4 separate regions of the Mus musculus genome follow, and regions 1, 2 and 4 are each linked to region 3. Evidence: chromatin contacts called from public HiChIP or PLAC-seq and promoter capture Hi-C data. All regions are on one chromosome and are shown on one strand. Each heading gives the region's core, a stretch centred on a gene start, on an enhancer-like site or on the middle of the called end of the contact. The rest is flanking DNA. Distances are from core to core; before and after follow the strand shown. Region 1 holds the start of Exosc6 (exosome component 6). Region 2 holds the start of Pmfbp1 (polyamine modulated factor 1 binding protein 1). Region 3 holds the start of Zfp612 (zinc finger protein 612). Region 4 holds the start of St3gal2 (ST3 beta-galactoside alpha-2,3-sialyltransferase 2).

What was found. Promoter capture Hi-C pulls out the DNA fragments that hold promoters and counts their contacts. HiChIP or PLAC-seq counts read pairs in DNA pulled down with a chosen protein or histone mark.
Region 1: a contact with region 3 is called in a FOXA1 HiChIP or PLAC-seq map of pancreatic cancer cells. The contact joins the promoter of Exosc6 here to the promoter of Zfp612 in region 3. A contact is called at or near these places in 1 of 39 promoter capture datasets (liver) and 1 of 115 datasets of contacts at active chromatin or transcription factors (pancreatic cancer cells).
Region 2: a contact with region 3 is called in a promoter capture Hi-C map of liver, with 2.1 times the contacts expected there. The contact joins the promoter of Pmfbp1 here to the promoter of Zfp612 in region 3. A contact is called at or near these places in 2 of 39 promoter capture datasets (liver and pre-B cells).
Region 4: a promoter capture Hi-C map of liver shows a contact between it and region 3, with 2.0 times the contacts expected there. The contact joins the promoter of St3gal2 here to the promoter of Zfp612 in region 3. A contact is called at or near these places in 2 of 39 promoter capture datasets (cranial neural crest and liver).

What each region holds. Positions count from the first base shown.
Region 1 is chr8:111,053,997-111,058,601 of GRCm38.p6, reverse strand. It overlaps Exosc6 (exosome component 6), which reads right to left and starts at 2,263. Exons shown (of 1, transcript NM_028274.4): 1 at 938-2,263. The coding sequence starts at 2,231. The coding sequence ends at 1,410. Aars (alanyl-tRNA synthetase) reads right to left here. Exons shown (of 21, transcript NM_146217.4): 18 at 4,594-4,605; 19 at 4,391-4,477; 20 at 3,980-4,093; 21 at 3,033-3,583. The coding sequence ends at 3,398. It also overlaps a transcript of Gm38523 not described here.
Region 2 is chr8:109,491,028-109,495,876 of GRCm38.p6, reverse strand. It overlaps Pmfbp1 (polyamine modulated factor 1 binding protein 1), which reads right to left and starts at 1,850. Exons shown (of 21, transcript NM_019938.3): 1 at 1,770-1,850; 2 at 922-982. The coding sequence starts at 972. It overlaps Gm39246 (a long non-coding RNA gene), which reads left to right and starts at 1,896. Exons shown (of 2, transcript XR_879182.3): 1 at 1,896-1,991.
Region 3 is chr8:110,077,768-110,082,893 of GRCm38.p6, reverse strand. It overlaps Zfp612 (zinc finger protein 612), which reads right to left and starts at 3,160. Exons shown (of 5, transcript NM_175480.4): 1 at 2,890-3,160; 2 at 152-216. The coding sequence starts at 175.
Region 4 is chr8:110,916,727-110,921,475 of GRCm38.p6, reverse strand. St3gal2 (ST3 beta-galactoside alpha-2,3-sialyltransferase 2) reads right to left here and starts at 1,611. Exons shown (of 7, transcript NM_009179.3): 1 at 1,371-1,611.

The DNA of each region.
Region 1 (4,605 bases), core at 1,014-3,513, 980 kb before region 3:
GGAAACCTCCCAGTGGTTGTGGATTTAACTCCTGAGGTCTTTTCCATGAGTCCTGCTGAGGGCAGGGTAGGGAAGCCCCATAGATTAGCAGTATAGTATCTCTTTATTTTCATTCAACTGTGGTGGTCTTGCAGGAGGCACCTGACAGGGCCCTGAACCCAGTGAACACTGTTGGCTCTCACAAAATGAAGGTTGCTTCCTTGCCCACGCACCACTAAACTTGGTAGTGTGTCAATTTTTCTGCAGCCACAGTAGTGAAACACACTTGCATCCCTACAGTGACACCAAGCTGTAAGGTTGTGTGTGCTAACCTAACCAACCTCTTGTGCTGGGATTAAAGGCGTGTACCACCACCACCCAGCCAAAATGTATACTTTTTTCTTGACACTTATTAAGTAACCCCTTACTTAATAAGTGCCACACAGCTTCCTCCAATTCAACCCTAAGTGAAGAAAAGCCCCTATAATCCTGGTCAGGCCCGCTCTGCCTTATGGAATAGCCAGGCTGTAAGCGATGCCACAGTATTTAGGTGGTCCCCATTTGAGTAGTCCATTGCTGCACTGAGCCTTAGTGCCAGGAGCCAAGCCTGGACAGGACACCAGGATGGGACTGGGCGTCCTTCCAGAGCATAATCCTTCAGTTACCCAACTCCTAGACATGATTTTGTCCTAAAGGAAAGGATAGGGGGGCACCAGAACTTCTTTTAACTCTCTCCAGTTCCCTCCCCCCACCCCCAAAAAACAGGGGTTTCTGTGTGTAGCCCTGGCTGTCCTGGAGTCTCCTCAGACTTATCACCTCAGCAGCTGCCCCAGACAATGCTCCAGGGCACGAGGTTTCTCCTACAAAGCACATCACCCCTTCTTAGTTACAGTGGGCTAATATGAACACTTAAGGCAGTAATGACTCGGAGCCCTTGAAAACACAGACTCAACACACACCCAGTTCAGAACAGCATTGTTTCTAACTCTAGTATCAAGAAAAAACACAACAGATGTATTTCCAGTCATAAAATAGTTTTTATGTTTTACTCTGAGTAGTGAGAAGGCAAAGTCCCCTGGTCCATCCTCTCAAAAGAATCAGTTTATTATGTATTGGAGCCAATGGCTGGCCTGCACTGGGTCCATCTCCTACAAGACCATAGCCCCTTATCTCATTTACTAGGTAAATCCAGCCCAAGTCCTTTCCAACTTGGGAGTATGGCTGCTTTCAAATCTCTCCAACTGGATCGTGTTTCCAACGGCCTTTTAAACCTTTCCAACAGAGCTGTCCAGTGCTTTGGTTCTGTGCGCCCAACTGCCCCACTCTTCGTTTCTCAGCTCTGCGGAGTCAGGCGACCATCAGCGCTTGGTCCTTTAGGGAGAGAAGGGCGATAGCAGTCCTCGAATCCTCGTCGCTCCGGTTTTTTCCAATCAGGGTGGGGCGGCGGCACCCCTCCGGCGGGCAGCCCGCACCAAACACTGCTGCAGCACTGGGTAGAGGCGCTGGCAGCCCTCCAGGCCCAGGCGCACAGCATCGGTCCAACTCTCAGTCTGCCCGCCTTCCCCACTGCCCAGTAACCCGGCCACCTGATTGAGCACAGGCATGAGGGCCACCGTGAGACCGGCCGCGGAGTGCTCCTCCTCCAGCCGCGTGGGGTCCAGCAGCCAGGTCGGGGAGGGTCCCGGGGTGAGGCTCAGGCCGCAGCCCACCACCAGATCGTACATCTCCACTCCCGCGTCGGCCAGGGCGAGCGCGGCCGCGGTGAGCGCCGCGGCCAGCGCACAGCCGCCGTCCTCCAGCAGCAGCGCCGACACCTCGAGCTGAGCACGCGGGTAGCGCCCCAGGCGCACGGCGGGCTCCAGAGCCTCCTGTAGCGCCAGTCCCAGCTCGCGATCCTCCCCGCCGCCGCCCTGGGGCGCGCGACGCCGGCGACCGGAGAAGGGAGCGCGGCGGAAATCGCAGAGCAGGCGACCCCGGAGGGCAGCGGGAGCTTCCCCGCCCGCTCCCGCAGGGCCGCTGCCGCGCTCGCCGCCCTCGGCCTGCCGCGGACCGGACACGGCGCACAGCACCTTGGTCCCGCCCGCCTCCAGGTAGGCGGAGCCCTTGGCCTGGCTCAGCAGCCCGGCGCGCGCGTACACCGGGCGGAGCCGCGTCGGGTCGCGAGCAGCGGGCGTCTCGTCGTCTTCGGCCGCGTACAGCTGCGGCGGCTGAGACTCCTCCGGCCCGCGGATGCGGCGATGGTCTCCCGGCATGGCGGCTACCGGCGTGCGAGCTACTTCCGCCTGCTGGGCTGCCCTTGCGCACCCGGCTCTTCCGCTCGCTTAAAGATGCGCGCCCGCGCAGAGCCTATCGGGAGAGCGGTAGGTGTGCGCGCTGCCACCTAGCGGAGTGGAGGAAGAACGGCGAGGTATAGCTGGACTCCTATGCTGGTACTTTAGCTAGTCCTAAGGAACGGATCTGTTGTTATTCCTAGAAGTTTGCATTCAGACTGTTTCACATAAGCTTGCCCAAGGTGAGAGGTTTTTGTTTACTCGTGCAATTAGTCCTCTGGCTGCTTCAACACTTGTTTAATAAATGGACGGTATCTCTCTTTGTACAACTAGATATTTCTAACACTCTGAGGAACTGTCATAAGCAGACAGTATCTCTGCTTCCAGACCCTGCTGTTTGTAGATTCATACAAATTGCATTTTAGGGCTGGGCCAGGGTCTTGAACCTACTTTAGGTTAAAGCAGTAGGGGTGGGGCAGTTAGTAGGACACACCTACATGTTCATACTGCCTATATCAGTTGTCTGACCTCATATCAGCAGCCTCAAACAGGCATGTGGACAGGCATGGTGGAGGTTGTCCTAAGAGACTAAGAACAGTGGTTCTCCACTGGAAGCAACTCAGAATTATTTTCCTCCACCCTTCTATTGAATTTCCTGAACTTTCAGGAGTCTGGGAGTCTATTCGGTGATACCATCAACCAGAAACAGGCTGGAACCGTAACAGATATACAGGAGCCAGGGCTCACCTCAGGACAAGAAGCAGAGCGCATGACATCACCAAGTATTGCACATGGTCCTTTTTATTTTCTGCAGAGAAAAGGCTTCCTTCCTCTGCAGACCTAAAGCCTCAGGCTGGCAGAGTGACCTCATCTAGATGTGATCATGACGTTAAAAAGCATTCCTGGGTAGTGATTTTAGACAGATGGTGCTGACATGAATGGGCTCAGAGCAGTAATGGAGGGGGGCAATGAATCACAGGACAGCTCCAGGCGTGTTCCCATTACCGCTGGATCAGGACGGACAGGGCTGCTGAGAGGTCCCATGACTCCAATGTCTTCGTGGCGGGAGGAGAGCTCCTGGCTGAATTCCCGCCTTCGGACATGTCTGGTTGATGGCGAGTTGCTTTCCCGAGAGGGCTTCCCTCCCATCAGTTCTTCACATCTCCCAGACGGAGCTGGGCAAAGGAGGTAGCCAGCTGCAGTGCTTCCTGAAGGCAGCCCACGTTCTTGCCTGTGGCCTGGGCGGACATGTCCTTGCCACCGCCTTTACCATCCATCAGGCCTGAAACCTGCTGGACCCACTCGCTGGCTTTCAGTCCCCGGTTGGCTGCATTCTAGGAGATAGGAGGGGAAAATGGTAGTCAGAATGGGATTGAGGGGGGAATGGCAGGCGCCCCCAACATCCATTTGTATCATGTGTGATGCTACCACAGACTAACACTATAGCTGGCACAGGAGAGCAGCTATGGCTACTGCCAAAGTGAGGACAGAGAGCAAAGCCAGGCATTAGCCAGGAGTGAAGTCTTTCACCAAAAGAAAGCCCGAGGGGTAAAGGTGCCGCAGGAGGCGACAAATGATAGACAGATCAACAGTTTCTAGTGAGGACTGCGTGCACACAAACAGTCTTGGCAAATGCTGTGAAGAAGCCCTCCTTGAGGAGCCACAGGCAGGGTTTCCCACTGGCATACGGGTTTGCAGGCTTTTAGACTGGGACTGTGGGAAGTTCTGACCTGGGGAACCTGGCACAAGCACGTGATCTTGCCAGCCTCATTGTCCACCGTGAACAGCATGGCAGATGTCTGAGGAGAATGCGTCTTGAAAAGCTTCAACGCTTCATTCAGGGCCTGTGGGGAGAACCTCAGGTTAGGTCACTGGCAAGGGAGCCCTGCTTTCTACAAGGGAAGCTGAGAACTCAGCCCTCAGAGAACCATCCCATTTCCAGCAGATGCTGTTCCCAGGAGCCCACCAGTGGCAGGACCCTGCCCACACCCTGGCTGAGGTCGGCCTCCTACCCCCAGGAAGCTCCTCCTTCTCTGGCCACCGGATCTCTCCAGGGCTCAGCCTAACTCTAGAACTGAGCAGTGGGCCTTAAGTGACCACACAGCCCAGATTTAGAGGGCAGCCCGGCCCTCGCGGCTTGCCTTGGCCGATGCTCCACTCTCCATCTCCAGGATGACCAGCGGCTGGTTGGGGTTGCTGTCAATCAGCTGCTTTGTCTTCTCTAACACCTACAAGAAGCCCAGGAGAGAGGCTTAGGCCAAGGGACCAGACTCTGAGCCCTGTCAGCCTCTGCCTAGGAAAACCTCTGGGCGCTCATCCAGCTGCTGGCACTGCCAAGCCTTACTCGCTTCTGCAC
Region 2 (4,849 bases), core at 601-3,100, 590 kb after region 3:
TGCTAGAGGGGAGGGCCCAGGAGGACAGGGACCTTTATGTCATTTACTTTTCGAACTTCCAGAACAAGGCCTGGTACATTGAAGATGTTCCAAAGACATGTTAAATGAAAAAAAAAAAAAAAGCCTAGAAAATGTATACCAGGCCCCTGTTCCCAGGGAAAACTAGCAGCAAGTGCCCTGTGGCAATAGTAACACAGCAGGAAAGGAGCAGAAGTGTTGGTTTTAGAAGCAGCTTACTTCTTGGCGAAAGCACATGCCACGTGAGACATTGTTACACTTATCCCAATGGACTTTTTCCATCCTATGGGGAACAATGGAGGGATACATACATAGACTTTGGCCAACACTTTATTATACAAAGCAGAAAACTCCATTTTATAGATCCCTACTAGATAAAGTGAAATGTTGGCATTACTAGGAAATGTCTGGGGCTTAGTGGTTGAGAGCAGTGGCTGCTCTTCCAGAGGTCCTGAGTTCAATCCCCAGCAACCACATGGTGGCTCACAACCATCTATAAGGAGATCTGATGCCCTCTTCTGGTCTGCGGATGTATATGTAGCAGAGTGCTCACATTAAATAAATAAATACATTAAAAAATATATAAAGTGTCCATTAGGTGCTTTTTGTACACAGTACCTGATAAACTTCCTGGTAAGCAATGGAAATATGTGCTTATCATGTGTACTCTCTCTGAGGAGGCTCAGGGAAGGTGCGCAACATGGTCCAGGTCACTCCACTGTTAGGTGTGGACCCAGAGGGGCTGAGGCTCGAACTGGGGCTCTTAAATCTATGTTGTGATGTCTGCTCTCCCCATGGTGTTTCATGCTGCTTATTCCCAGAATTTGGAACCATGGAGCTTGGAAGCAATCCCTTCTTCAACAAAGATTCTCTTTCTTGTGAGCAGGCAGTTGGGAGCCTTACCTCATTCTTCAGTCCCTTGGCAGTTCGTAATTCTCCTTTAAGCTTTAGCATTTTTGTAAACCTGAAAAAGTCCAAGTGTTTAAGATGGAAAAAGCATAAATGAGTCCAGCCTTTTAAAGGATATTTTTCCCCCAGCTGGATCTATGCCCTCAGCAGGGGAGTTGGAAAACATCTCCTAAACTGTTAACAATACCCCAACTTTCCTGCCCATCTGTCTGTGTTTTCACGTGGGTTAAAACCTTTGTGAGGGAGGCAGGGCCATAGTTTTACATCTTTCCCAAAAAACCACTATGTGGCAGACTAAAAAGTTCTTGAATTTACTGTTCTAGGGAAGAAAAAGGGCTGAGCTGAACTTTCTAGATGTCCATGGGTCAGATATAGTTAAGACTTAGGTTTTTTATGGACCACACAAGATGTATATGACCTATTCCCATAATAACTCAGGGGTTGGGGGGGCAAGAAATACTAATATCCCTATTACCTAGAGAAGGAAGGAAACTTAGGCTCAGAGAGGTTAAGTAGCTTACCCAAGATCACAAAGACTCTCTTACTACTCCATGAAGCTTGCCCGCTCATTTGACCACTATGACTATGAAATGTCCAATGATAGGACTTGTTTTTGAAGCCCAGCTTGCCATGGTGGGGATTAAAAAGATAGAAATCTTGTAAAGTTTGGAGAATTATCTCAATTAAAAAGCTTCCAGTGAAACCAAAGATGGCCACACATGTACTGGTGTGTAAGTACGGGGTGATGTGGTTGAGGTCACAATGCACTGGACTTCCTAAAAATAATCTCATTCATTATGTTCTTAACTAGAGGGTTGGATGAAGTTCCCCCAGACACTTACCTGCAGAATGGTTCCAAGAATGAGAAGCCACCAAATACTCATTCTTTGTGATAAGCTACATCCCCCATCCCTAATATAAGCCAAGAAGAAAGAATAGCTATGAGGTGTAGAACTTGGAATGTTTTATGGAGCAGTATTCTGGTTTTCTGCATTCTGGGTCCTCTTACATCTTCATGCATAGAGGTGCATCATGGGAATGATGACATCGCTCCATCTTACCTGGTAAGGCTAGGTTGGGTGATTTCACACCAACAAACCCTAACTCTCAACAGCTCAAAACAAGAAAGGTTGCTTTCGCTCTGGCTACGCGTATCGTGTGGAGCTCTGCCCCACATTGTCCTGACTTGGCTCCTTATTTTCCTCAGTTCGTGGAACCCCTATTATCTAGTATGTGGTCTGTTGCTATGACGGCAGGCAGGTAACATGGTGAAGACCATCCTGGTTCATAAAGTGGAAGTGAAGCACTTCATTTCTGCTCATTGTTTACTGGGTTCAAAGAAATTATACAATCGCACCTAACTTCCTTTGATCTCCAAAGGGGATATTAGTGAACATCACAAATAATTCTCACACTAGGCAAGCCAAAAAGATTAAAACCCATGTGAATCATGTCCTATCGGAAGGCCTCATCTCTTCGAGTCCCCATCTTTGCTGTAGTAAGTGACCTGCCTGGTTTGTCCTAGTTCTCAACTTCACCGCCTTGCTGTTCTATCTTGACAAACACCTTTATTCAATAAGAACTATAAACTCCGTCTGAGCATCACACACTACAGATGTGTTCTTGAGAGTGAGATTTCTCTCCAGGAAAATCCACAGGATCATTAGCAGATGGTTCTCAAATAAAACCGCATCTAAAATTAGGCAGAAAGAAAAACCCTCACAAATCATTTTCTAGATTGCCTTCATTCCAAAGAGTATTTCGAAGGGAAATTAGAAGGCATTGGTTTCATTATTCCTATGAAATATACCAGACTGTAGCAAGAAAAAGGTCAAAGGAAACAATGATGGAATTCTGTCCCGCGAGGAAGACACTGGACTCCTGTGAGTCACTTGCAGTAACGGTGGTGGGCAGTTCAGAAATACTTACGGTTGAGAGGAATGAAGGGTTGTGTGGTACATTCCAGAGGCACTTGATGTAATGTTAGCTAGGTAGATAAGAGGCAACATAGAACGAGGTTCCGTACTCCATAAGTAGTCACCTGGAACTCTCACAATGCCCTTTTAGGAGAATGGCTGACAAACATTTTGTGCAGTAGGAGGCTCATCCCAGAGGGAACAGAAGAGTCTTCCAGATCCCTGGTTACTGTCCTTTTGGACCTAAGACTTCTTCAATGTCCTCTCTTCTAAGGCCCCTGGCTTCATGTCTTTGTCTCTTGCATCTCTGTTGAGCCCAGCACTTCTTCAAGCCTCACTGGTTACGTTTGCCCAGGGAACTGTTTTCTCCATTTCAAAGTCTTAGCTTCTGTTTTCAGTGTTTCTCTTGGTGACAGCTGTGCCCAAGGGAAAAATGATTCGTGGTCTAAATAAAAATTTAGAAGCCCCAGGGACTGGAGAGATGACTCAGAGGTTAAGAGCACTGACTGCTCTTCCAGAGATCCTCAGTTCAAATCCCAACAACCACATGGTGGCTCACAACCATCTATAAAGAGATCTGATGCCCTCTTCTGGGATGTCTGAAGACAGCTACAGTGTATTTAATGTATAATAAATAAATCTTAAAAAAAAAAAAAACCTTAAAGGCCCATGAAGATGGACTGGTAGGTAAAAGCAGTTGCCATGCAAACCTGATGACTGGCGTTTGGTCCCTGGAACCCATGTTAAGAAAGAAAACAGCTGGATATAGGGGTGCACATCTGCAATCCCAGAACTCCTATGGTTAGGTAAGGCAGCTGGAAGCTTCCGGGGCAGCCTGGAGGATGCTACAAGAGAAACAAGAGAAACCCTGTCTCAACAAGTAGAAGGTAAAAGCTGACCAAAAAAAAAAAAAAAAAACGGAGGTTGTCCTGGGTCTTCCATACGCATGGCATGCATGCGTGTATATATGCATGTATAGTTTCATGCACACACATACACACACATGCACATACAAAATAAATAAAACCTTAGCTATTCTAGTCATACTGTGCTCCCCCATCAGCCCTTTCCCAGAGCACTAATGTATGCAGGCAAGAAACAAGACTTTCTCCCACTTGGGAGTCAGCTATGAACTCAGGCAGAGAAGGAAAAAATAATCTAGTTTTCATTACACAGTCTCTTTATTATGCTCCGTTCCACCACACAACAGAAACTTCGTCTTAGCTACTTCTAAGAAAGGGTCATTATTATCAGGTAAAAATTAAGCCATATTATTTTAAAACCCTTTAAAGTCCCCTAGAAACGGAACCCTCATTTTGTCGTAATGTCTGTGTACTTACTATAAACCACATCTCCCAGCATGCCTCCTGCACAGGTACGGCTATGCAGTTAATTTTTTGGCTAACGAAAGTTGAACATCATGAGGACTTCTAAGACATCTTAAAGAGTGGAAGTGCACAACTCTGCTTCCTCTGCCCCTTCCAGTCGCCCGGGATGCTGACTCAGTGCCTGGATCCTCAGCAGCACGTGGGACATGAGATGCTCAGGGAGATGGAGCTGAGGTCCTTAATGATGTGGGATGACCCTGCCAGCTCTCTCTCTCTCTCTCTTTCTCTCTCTCTCTCTCTCTCTCTCTCTCTCTCTCTCTCTCTCTCTCACACACACACACACACACACAGAGAGACACAGAGACAGAGAGACAGACAGAGACAGAGACAGATATTTTGGTCTTATTTAAGTGTTATCCTTTCCATTTTTTTTGTTTGTTTGTTTGTTTCACGCTATGGAATTTAATGCTGACGGACACAATAACCCTTGTCTATGTTCCTCTTGAAGAGACTTCTCTAACAATCCACTCTAGCACCATGACTAGCTTTAAAATGCATTCTGGATTGGGTGCTGGAGAGGTTGCTCTGCTGTTAAGAGCACTGTAGGGGATTTGGGTTCTGTTCTCAGAATGTACACAGTAGCTCAAGCTCCAGGGCTTCCCACACCCTCTTCTGGAC
Region 3 (5,126 bases), core at 1,911-4,410:
GCTGGTCACTCTCCAAGTCTCTGCCACCTGTCTGCCCTCTTTCTCATGAGATCCGGCCGGCAGGTAGAAGCGCTTTTCCTTCCAAGTCTCGCCAGCTCCCAGCTCTCAATCTGAACTGCCCAGAAGAAAGGATGAGGGTCCCCCGGCTCACCTGGGGCCAAACCGATGGGATCATGGCTGCTGTCACCTGGTCTCCCTCTCAAGGAAGGACTGGAGCTGAGAAGAAACAGGGTGGGGGAGGGGTGTAAGGTGAGCCATCCCAATCAGGAGCATAGTTAAGATCTGAGTTGGTTCCCAGACAGGAACAGGAGCTGCCAAAGAAGATGGAGCGACCCCTCACTGGTTCCAGGTGTCCTTCCCAGGTAGGACACTGATGCTCTCAAGTTGGCTGCCAAGAAGCCTGTGATTTGGCAGTTCTTACAAGCATCATATAAAAGTATTTATAAAACTTAGGCAGAGCCTAAAGGATAACAGACCAGGACGAGAGGATTCAGTTCTAGGGAGAACATTATCAACCCTAACTCATTTCTCTGTCTGCAACTGAGCATCATTTGCAATGACAGCGCAGGACAGGCCGGCTGGGTCAGGTCTGGGAGTCAGGCTGCAGGAATACCACATAGATAGGAGGCGGCTGCCCCTCTGCCTGCCAGTTCGAGCCTTCTTGGTGTCAAGAATCCTCACGCTTGCCAGGAGGGATGGAGCTGGGGGGCGAGGATCAGAGGTGGAGGCCAGCCTGGGCTGCAAAAGACCCTGCCCCAAAACAACAGAAGGACCCTGATGAATCCAGGGCATAACAGTGCCTACTTGTAACCCCGGCACTCAGGAGGCCAGGGCAGAAAGCTCCGGAATTCAAAGTTCAAGGCTACTTTGAACCACACAGGAATCCTGTCTCAACAAACCATGGGGGAAGGAGGGGGGGGGGGATGCACACAAAGAAACAAATGAACCCTAAGGCTTTTGTGCAGGTCTCATCCATGGCCTAAGCTAACCTTGAGAAAGCTTGGCTAAAATAAGAGAGGTATCAGGCTGCCTTTCAGTTCTCGAGCTAACCTGTCCACTTTGGATCAGCTATGCCAAGTGGAGGCTTTCTGCAGTTCTCCTAGGCAGAGACCAGCTTTACAAAGCTGTAAGCAACCTTCACAAGGACTTATACCACATCTACATCATTCCTGCTGTCTGGCTTCTCCCATATTCTAAGATGCCTGTTGTAGCAGACTGCAGGCAAATAAACATCTATGAGGCCGCCCTTGACCATCAGGGGGCAGGATTTGATAGGTAAGTGCTTTTCCCATTAACCCTAGAAGGACATCTTTTGAGATTCCAAGGCTCCTCAGAGACCCTGCAAGACAGAACCTGTTGAGGGCCAAAGCTGGTAAGGCAACCTTGTATGCACTTTATTAAAGCAAACTAAATTGGCCTAAGAAAGCCTTCTGACTCATATACCAGAGTCCTGACCTGTAGAGAATTGCAACCTAACTCAGTATATAAACACATTCAAAACCTAACTTCAGAACTGAGTCTCAGCCAATCATAGTGGCCAGGCTGATCAAACTAGGTTCAAATAAGGCAAGCTCCAGGCACAAGCCAACTGAGCTAGCTCTTCAGTACAGGTCTTCTCCTGTCTATAAATACCCAGCCCCATGGCATCCCCAGTCTTACAAGTTGTTGTGGTGTCAATCATTCTTTGCCCAACTGAACTGTTATATTTAATTTGTCTATATTTTTTTTCTATTTTGCTATCTTTGTCCTTCACTCTGTCCAGGCGACTATATTCTACTCATAGCTAAATTCCCACAAACAAAACAAAACAAAACCCTTTGTCCTACGTTCTACATCTTGAAAAACCTAGACTACAAAAGGATTTTTAAATGTTTCTACCTCTTCAAATTGCAGGAGTTTCCCCAGCCATTTTCATTATGACTTATTTGGCAATTAAAAAACTATCAGGCTGTAAATTTTCCTCTGGCTCAGAATTAACCCTTGACCAGGAACACTCGATGCCAAATGTGTTTGGAAAACTCTATATCCACATCAAATCTTAAAAATGTCTACAAAGGGGGTGCCCAGGAAGGGGGGGTGTGAAATGAATCAAATGCATTCTACATTTGTATGAAAATTGCCTGTGAATAAAAAAGCTTGAAAAATGTATTCCTATGGATATTCTCATGTGTAGGAGACATGCACAAAGTATCCATCGTCAGCACTATTTGTGATGCATAACCAGCCTGAAAACAACCTACCCATCCCCTGAAAATACAGCTTCTGTATTGTTTTTATAGCTGGACCTTACCCAGCTGACATAGACACTACTTAGAAATTAACCAAGTACTCAAAAACAACAACAACAACAAAGCTTAAACTGTTGCATATGTATACACTTTTAAAAAAATAGGCTGTGGTAAACACAAAATTCAAAATAGTTGTTACATCTGAGGGTGGGAAGAGTCTGAGAGTCAGATGAAGAACGAATACACTGATGGATGCAGCATAAGGACCAGATTCGTTCTTATCTGGCTGCGCATAGGTAAGCATCCGTTACTTTTCTTTCTCTTAAAACTCTTTCTCTGTGTCTATCTCTGTCTCTGTCTCTCCCTGCTCCCCACCTTGGAAAAATAAGTGTTTTGGCTACGGTTATAGCCGTAAGAGACCTGCATCCATCCAAATGTCGCACTGCCTTCTACGGGGTATGAAATAGCAGCAATTCTGAAACTAGTCTGTGTGTACTCTTGCCATGTCGTCATCTTGTGTGCATGTGTGGGGCCTGACGTCGATGCAGCAGACCAGGCCTTAAGCTCGCTCTGTCCCCAACGGCTGAGAAGTGGCCCTGCTTTCCCTGCGGTGGCCCCGCGCCCTTCACCCTGCCTGGAGCCCGGGACAAGCAGTACACACCTGCAGGGCCGCGGCGGGTCAAGAGACCTGCGATGTCACCTCGAGCCGCTTCGCCCCCGCACGCAGCTACCCCTCTGTGAAGTGACACAGCTTCCCCGATCCGCCACCTGCTGAGTTTTCTGGGTCTGACAATGGTCGCCACTCAAGCGTCACCGCTGTGGACACGGAGACTTGGTGGCCCGCGAGGCTGGCTGCGGGAGCCCCTGCGTGCTGTCCGCCAAGACACACCGCGAACCGCAATGGGTCCGCACTCACCTGCGCAGCACGGTCCGCGCGCGGCCGGAAGTGCGTCACCGGCCCGACCCCGCCCCTCTAGGAGTGCTGCCCCCTCCCTCTCTGGGGTGCCCGCCTGGCCTCTGCGGTTCTCTGTCGCCTAGGACTCAAGCTCTTTGTCGTGGGCCATGGGTTCTGATGTCTTAGGACCCTTACTCCTGGAGTACTGGATAGACCCACCCGAGAAAGGCCACCCGAGTTTATGTCTTGGTAAAGCTGGAGGTGCCAGCAGGTGGACTGTGCCAGTGCGTCACAGGCTGGAGGACCCAGGGTCCACTTTAAAAATAAATGTTATGTAATGTCATGCAGGCCTGCTGCTGGGCCTTGATTGCAGTTGTTCTGGAAGCTGAGGCTGGAGATGGCGCTTAATGATACACTGCTTCTCGGGCACTCTGGGTTCAAAAACCAGGACAAATAATAATAATAACAACAACAACAACCTGATTTCCTACCATGAAATTCATAACTACCTGCTGTTGACACAAGAAAACAACTCTTACCTTAAAGGGGATAAGAGATAGTTTATTCTCAAACCAAATTTAAGTGATCATAGCCCAGGAGCCCAGATTTAGGTTGCCCCAAATTCCACGTTCCAACGCGGAAGCAGTTTTATAGTTTTACAGATCAAAAAAGTCCTAAATCAAAGTTTAAGATATATTGGTTGGGCCGGGCGGTGGTGACGCACGCCTTTAATCCCAGCACTTGGGAGGCAGAGGCAGGCAGATTTCTGAGTTCGAGGCCAGCCTGGTCTACAGAGTGAGTTCCAGGACAGCCAGGGCTGCACAGAGAAACCCTGTCTCGAAAAGAAAAAAGAAGAAAAAAAAAAAAAAAGATATATTGGTTGGGTGCATCAGAGAGGTCGGTACAGCAAGATAGGGGTCGCCTTTCTATATTTCAGATGGATGCTATATGATAACCTTCTTGGCTTTTGTGTTGGTGGAAGTCAATGGCCTGTTACAAGATCCCAACAGGTGTTTAATCTATATTACAGGATGTTAGTTCTTACAGAAAAATAAGCAAGAAATGGTTATTCAAAGTGGTAACACTGGCCCAAAATAAGATAATTAGCTAGCCTTGGCACCTGTAGCATTCCAATATCTCAACAGCACTATAGTTCAATGAGTCAGTCTCTGTAGACATGACTTCTGTTCGGGAACTGAAAATTGGCACTGCCTAGAGACCCACAAGTAATACATAGTAGAGGATACATGAAAATGATTTATAGTAACAACACTACTTTGGTCTAATGGCATACATATTTGCCATTGTCCCACATGGAATTCGGATGTCAGAGCCACAGAGCTCCTGTCTTTCGCTGGTGTTTCCAAAAATCACAAGAGCATGATCTAAAACGGTGAATGCTCTTTTGACAGAGTTCTGAGTGAAACACAGAATGGTTTTTCTCTTCATGATGCTGGAGTCAGATTCCTGGAATTGCTACACGCGTTGTCTGAGTCCTAGATTCTGGCCAAGGTTTTCACTTACATAAATGACTAGTCACACACTAGCAAGTCTTCCTCTGTAGCCAAGACTGTCTTACATCGTCGGCTTTGTGGCACTTCTGACTTTCACCCACAATGCTACCCCTCACCATCACCATCAAAGGTTAAAAAAAAAACAAAAAAACAAAACAAAACTTACCCCACACAAAGTCCCAGAATGAACCCTGGGGGACATTAGACAGTACTAAAAGCTACTGGGTTGGACCCTCTTTACAAATTCTCCTTCCTGGACATGCTCCCAAAACCCCACTCCTCACTGAGGAGCTATTGAGAATTGACGGCTGCTTGGGAAAGGGGAGTCTATTTTCTTCAGGGAATGGGATGTGGTCCCTCTGAGCCTACCCATGCTCCAGGACTAGCAGCACTAAGAGGACTCAGTGAGTTCTAACAAGAACTCATGAAGTTGGAGGGAAAGAGATAGGAGGGGGAGGGGATTGGATAGAGGAGAGGGAATGGAGGTTG
Region 4 (4,749 bases), core at 362-2,861, 840 kb before region 3:
CTCCCTCCCTTCCCCACTGGGAGACTGGGAGACAGGGGAAGAAAGTGTGACCCAAAGGAAAATCCGGCTGAAGGAAGACAAACAGAAAGCAAACAAACAAAAACTGAATTATGCAGTCAAGTCTGTGTACCCTCCATCCCTCTTCAACTCAGAATCACCACAACTAAACAAGAGATCACCGCCTGTAGGCACCGTACCTTCTTCCACAAAGCACTCAGGCAGGCATCCCCCACACCATCCCCCAGAAGGGGCAACCCTCCTCCAAAGTTAGCAGCAGGAGTCAGATTAGCTTAGAATGATGACCAGAGTCCTTCAATGTCACCATCTTCATAGAGGTAAACGGTCCCTTCCAACCCACACTTCTGAGCCCACCAAGCATGAGGACGGGATGGCCAAACAGTTTCTAGACATTTGTAGACAGGAGTATGGGTTACTGACAAGGAATGACTGACTACTTCCCAGGGGTCCCAGGGGTCCCTGAATTATTCTTAGTACACAGATGAAAAACAAGAGGCAACATGGGAGGAGATGGATGCAGTTGGCAAGAGAGAAGCAGAAAGGCTAACTTGAACGAGCAGCAAAAGGACTGAGACTCCTTTCCAGGTGGAGGGCTGTGCAAAGCAGGGACAACAGAAGTAGTGGAAGAACTAAACAGGGAACACTGGAGCTGTATATGGGGCTGGGAAGTTTGATTCAGTCACAGGGGCATGACTGGAGGGAAGTAACGTGTCTTATATGGCAAAGGATGGAAGGAACAAGAGGGACAAGGGACAGTGCTCAGGCCAGCGTCCAGAGAGGACGGGCACACCATGACCAAGTTTCCGGTGGGTTCATGCCTCAGTTTTTCCAAAGTAGGAAGGGGATCAAGCTGTCAGGTCTTATTAGAGAGAACTAGGCCACAGAGTGTGGCTAGGGGTCAGTGCCAGGTGGGGGAAAGGCCGAAGGGTAGAGGAAAGAAGTGAAGATGGTGCAGACAGCTTGTGACCAGGAGAAGTGGGGCAGGGGATTCCGGATGGAGCAGGTTCCCAAGCGCCCTAGGGCTGGAAGTACCAACACCTGGGGTGTGGAAGTGTGGACGAGGACAGAGAACTCCAAAGGCTGAGGCTGGGGGCTGCCAGCAAGGAGTGTTACAGGAGTGCCTGAAAGACTGGGAGTGGTTAGATATGCAGAAGCAGAAGACGGGGATCCCGATCGAGGCCAAGGCAATCGGACCCCCGCCCACACGGCGCCCAGACCCGAGGGAAGTTGCTGGGCTGGACCCGCTGGATCTGGGCCTCTGGGCCAAGCCCGCTGCCCGCACAGAAGACGGTAGGGGCAGCACGGGGCCCGGGGAGCCCCGCATCCCGCCCTCTCTCATCCCGCCCGCGCACCTCAGTCTGCGCTGGGCGCCGCGCGGGCCATGCTTGCCGCTCCTGCCGCCGCCTCCGCCCGTGCAGAGAGCTGCCGCCGCTGCCGCCGCCGCCGCCGCCGCCGCCGCCTCCCGCGCCTGGACCCGTTAGCTTCACCGCTCTCCAGTCCGCCAGCCTCGGGCCAGTCCCGCCCTTGCCTGGCCCTGCCCTCCCGGAGCGCCGCGGCTGCAGCTCAGCCCGGCCCCTCCCCCCACCCCTACCCAAGCTAAAGGGAAGGGTGGGGGAAGGGGGCGGGTGCCCCCTCCCCATTCACATCCTCCGGGGCTCTCCCCTCCCTCCTGTTCCCCCACCACCACTCGCTCAGGCATGCTGGGATATGTAGTCCAGCCTGGCAGGACCCGCCAGCATCGCTCTGCATATAGGACTATTGCTCCCAGAAAGCAATGCACTCCCATATCTGGGCTCATGGTCTTTGTAGTTCTGTCCGGATTTAGAGGGTTAAGGCACAGCACTAAGGGGCGTATTCTTCAGTTTCACAGCCACGCGACTCTGGGCTGCTGAAGCCTGGGAGGTGCAGTCTGCGGTACCCCAGCCGGGCTTTGGTACCTGGTTCATCAAAGGATGCGAGTAAGCTGAGGATGCCTCTCACACAGGACTGTGATCAACTGCGGCCAAGCCCAGCTCAAGGGAACTGTTTGTACTTGCTCTTGCCAAGAGCCACGACCTGAGCCAGCTGGGTTCATGCCCTGGCCCAGCAAGCTGCAACTGCAGTGAGGGCACTAGGTCCAGGCTGTTGAAAAGAGGGGCACCAGCAGCGATGTGGAAATAGGGTTTGCCACTATGTGACTGGGCACCTCACATTGCAAACTGTCTTGCTTGTAGGCACCCTACAGCCTTTATCCATTAGGGCATCTCTTGACTTCAGACTTCTGACTCTTAGATGCCTATTCTCTAGGGTAACATGCACACATTTTAAATATTTATCCACATCAGTGTTAGGCAATCCTTTCCTCAACTTTCAAACCAAGCTCCAAAACCATTAGGAAGTTCCTAATTGATGACACATTCAGTCTCCAAATGTCTCTGACTGACCAATGATACTCAAACGACTTCTGGTTCATTAGTTCTGGGACCCTAGAATTTTAAGTGTGTTCGTTCTTTCTCTTATTATGTAACCCAAGGTAGTCGTAAATTCCCTTTGTAAGCCAGGCAGGCCCGCCTGGAATCCATGATGGATTCTCTTGCCTTAGCCTCCTGAGGGTTGTTATTATGGACACTGAGCCATCACACCCTGCAATGAATCTTTTGGGTTCAGACTCCATCACAGAAAGCCTGACCTAAGATTGAACTCGAGTAAACTAACAGACCAGTACCTAGCACCGGTTTCCAGGTTACTCCCCAACAAATCTGCACCCCCCAGGTTACAAGCCCGCCCCCTGGCACTTCACTTTCTAACAACCACCAATCAGGAGGAAAGCAGAAGTTAAGTTTATGGTTTGACTTCCAGCATTAAAGGCCATCATTCCGCCCGTCGTCCCTCCCCCGCCCCCCCCAATCAGATGTGTACCAGACTAGAGACCCACTTCTTGCCTCTAAAAATGCTTGCCTGAAACTAGGTTCAGGGCTCCACTTTCCTACTGTGTCAGCGTTGGTAAGAGACAGGGGGGGGGGGGGAGCTCAAGCTTAAATAAAGAGACTCTAATGCGATTGCATCTGATTTGGCTCCTTGATAGTCTTTTCGGGATTCACGAATGCTTCCTGGCACAACACTACAGCTCAGGAGAATCTCACAGACCAAAACCCTACTTCTTTACGATGCAGTCATCAGGAAGGCTAGGCATTCTATCTCCAAGCCTCTACGAGAAGCTAAATTCTAACTTCATTGTCAGCTGACATACCAAGAAGCCAGGCGTGACACCTACGCATTCCCCCTCCTTTTAAAGCACAGCTGCACAAATGCAAGCTAGGTTCTTCTCTTCCTCGATTCTTTTTTTTTTTAAAGATTTATTTGTTTGTTTTATGTATGTGAGTACACTGTAGCTGTGCAGATGGTTGTGAGCCTTCATGTGGTTCTGCTCGCTCCGGTTGGCCCCGCTCACTCAGGCCCAAAGATTTATTTATTATACATAAGTACATTGTAGCTGTCTTCAGACACACAAGAAGAGGGCGTCAGACCTCTTTACCGGTGGTTGTGAGCCACCATGTGGTGGCTGGGATTTGAACTCAGGACCTTTGGAAGAGCAGTTAGTGCTTTTAACCGCTGAGCCATCTTGGCAGCCATCTTCCCTAAATTCTTATCCCAAGGGTTTGTTTCTAACTAAAACTCATCCTTACCCTTTAGCCTCTAACTTCATTTTTGAAAAGGTGGGTAAATATCTACTTTGAGTCAGAAAGCTCAGTTTCTAGCCTCCCCTATTTCAACCTAACACACCCCATTCACCCTGCAGCAAAGGGTAAGTTCTCCCAACACTGTGGGCAAGCAGCCAAGTGACTAACAGAACCACTGAACCCTGACTAAAACTGACTCAGGAATTTTTTTTTTTTTCTGCTTTGTTGACACCGGTGTCTCCATCACAGGCTGTAAGGAGAGAGGGTGGTTGGGTGGATGGGATGGGACAAAGTCATTCCTATGCAGCTCAACTTCACTCTGTCCATAAAATTAACCACTAAGACCTCTTTGCAGAACTGTTGTCCCTGCGTTGCAGTAATTTGCAGTGGCAACAACTCTCACCGGCAGGTGTTGAGTGTCTTCTTGCTTTTATCACCCATCACCAGGTTACTTTAAAAAAAAAAAATGCTGGGAATTGAACTTAGAGCCTTGTGCGTGTTCAGCATGTGCTCTGTTTTTAAGTAATGCAATCCTCACAACCCCCACGTTTCCGTTAGCAGATTACTGAAGAAGAATCCAATACCCTTCCCTGGAGAGGGCAGAGCGTTCCTCTCTACCCTTTGGCTCCAATAAGAGCTCCCATCATCTGACAACTTCCCAGCTAGGGTCAAGTAAATTCTAGGTGTCCGAGGCCCATGTGGGATTCTTTTTTCTTTTTTTTAGGTTTTTCAAGACAGGGTTTCTCTGTGTAGCCCTGGCTGTCCTGGAACTCACTCTGTAGACCAGGCTGGCCTCGAAGTCAGAAATCCACCTGCCTCTGCCTCCCAAGTGCTGGGATTAAAGGCGTGCGCCACCACACCCGGCTACATTTGGGATTCTTTCCTTGAAAAATTTCTCTCCAATAGTCTCAGTCTACCTTTATTATTTTTTATTTTTATTTCTGAGACAGGGTCTCACTATATAGCTCTGGCTGTCCTAGAACTCATTCTGTAGACCAGGCTAGCCTTGAACTCACAGAGAGCCATCTGACTCTGTCTCCCCAGTTTTGGAATTAAAGGCATGTGCCACTAA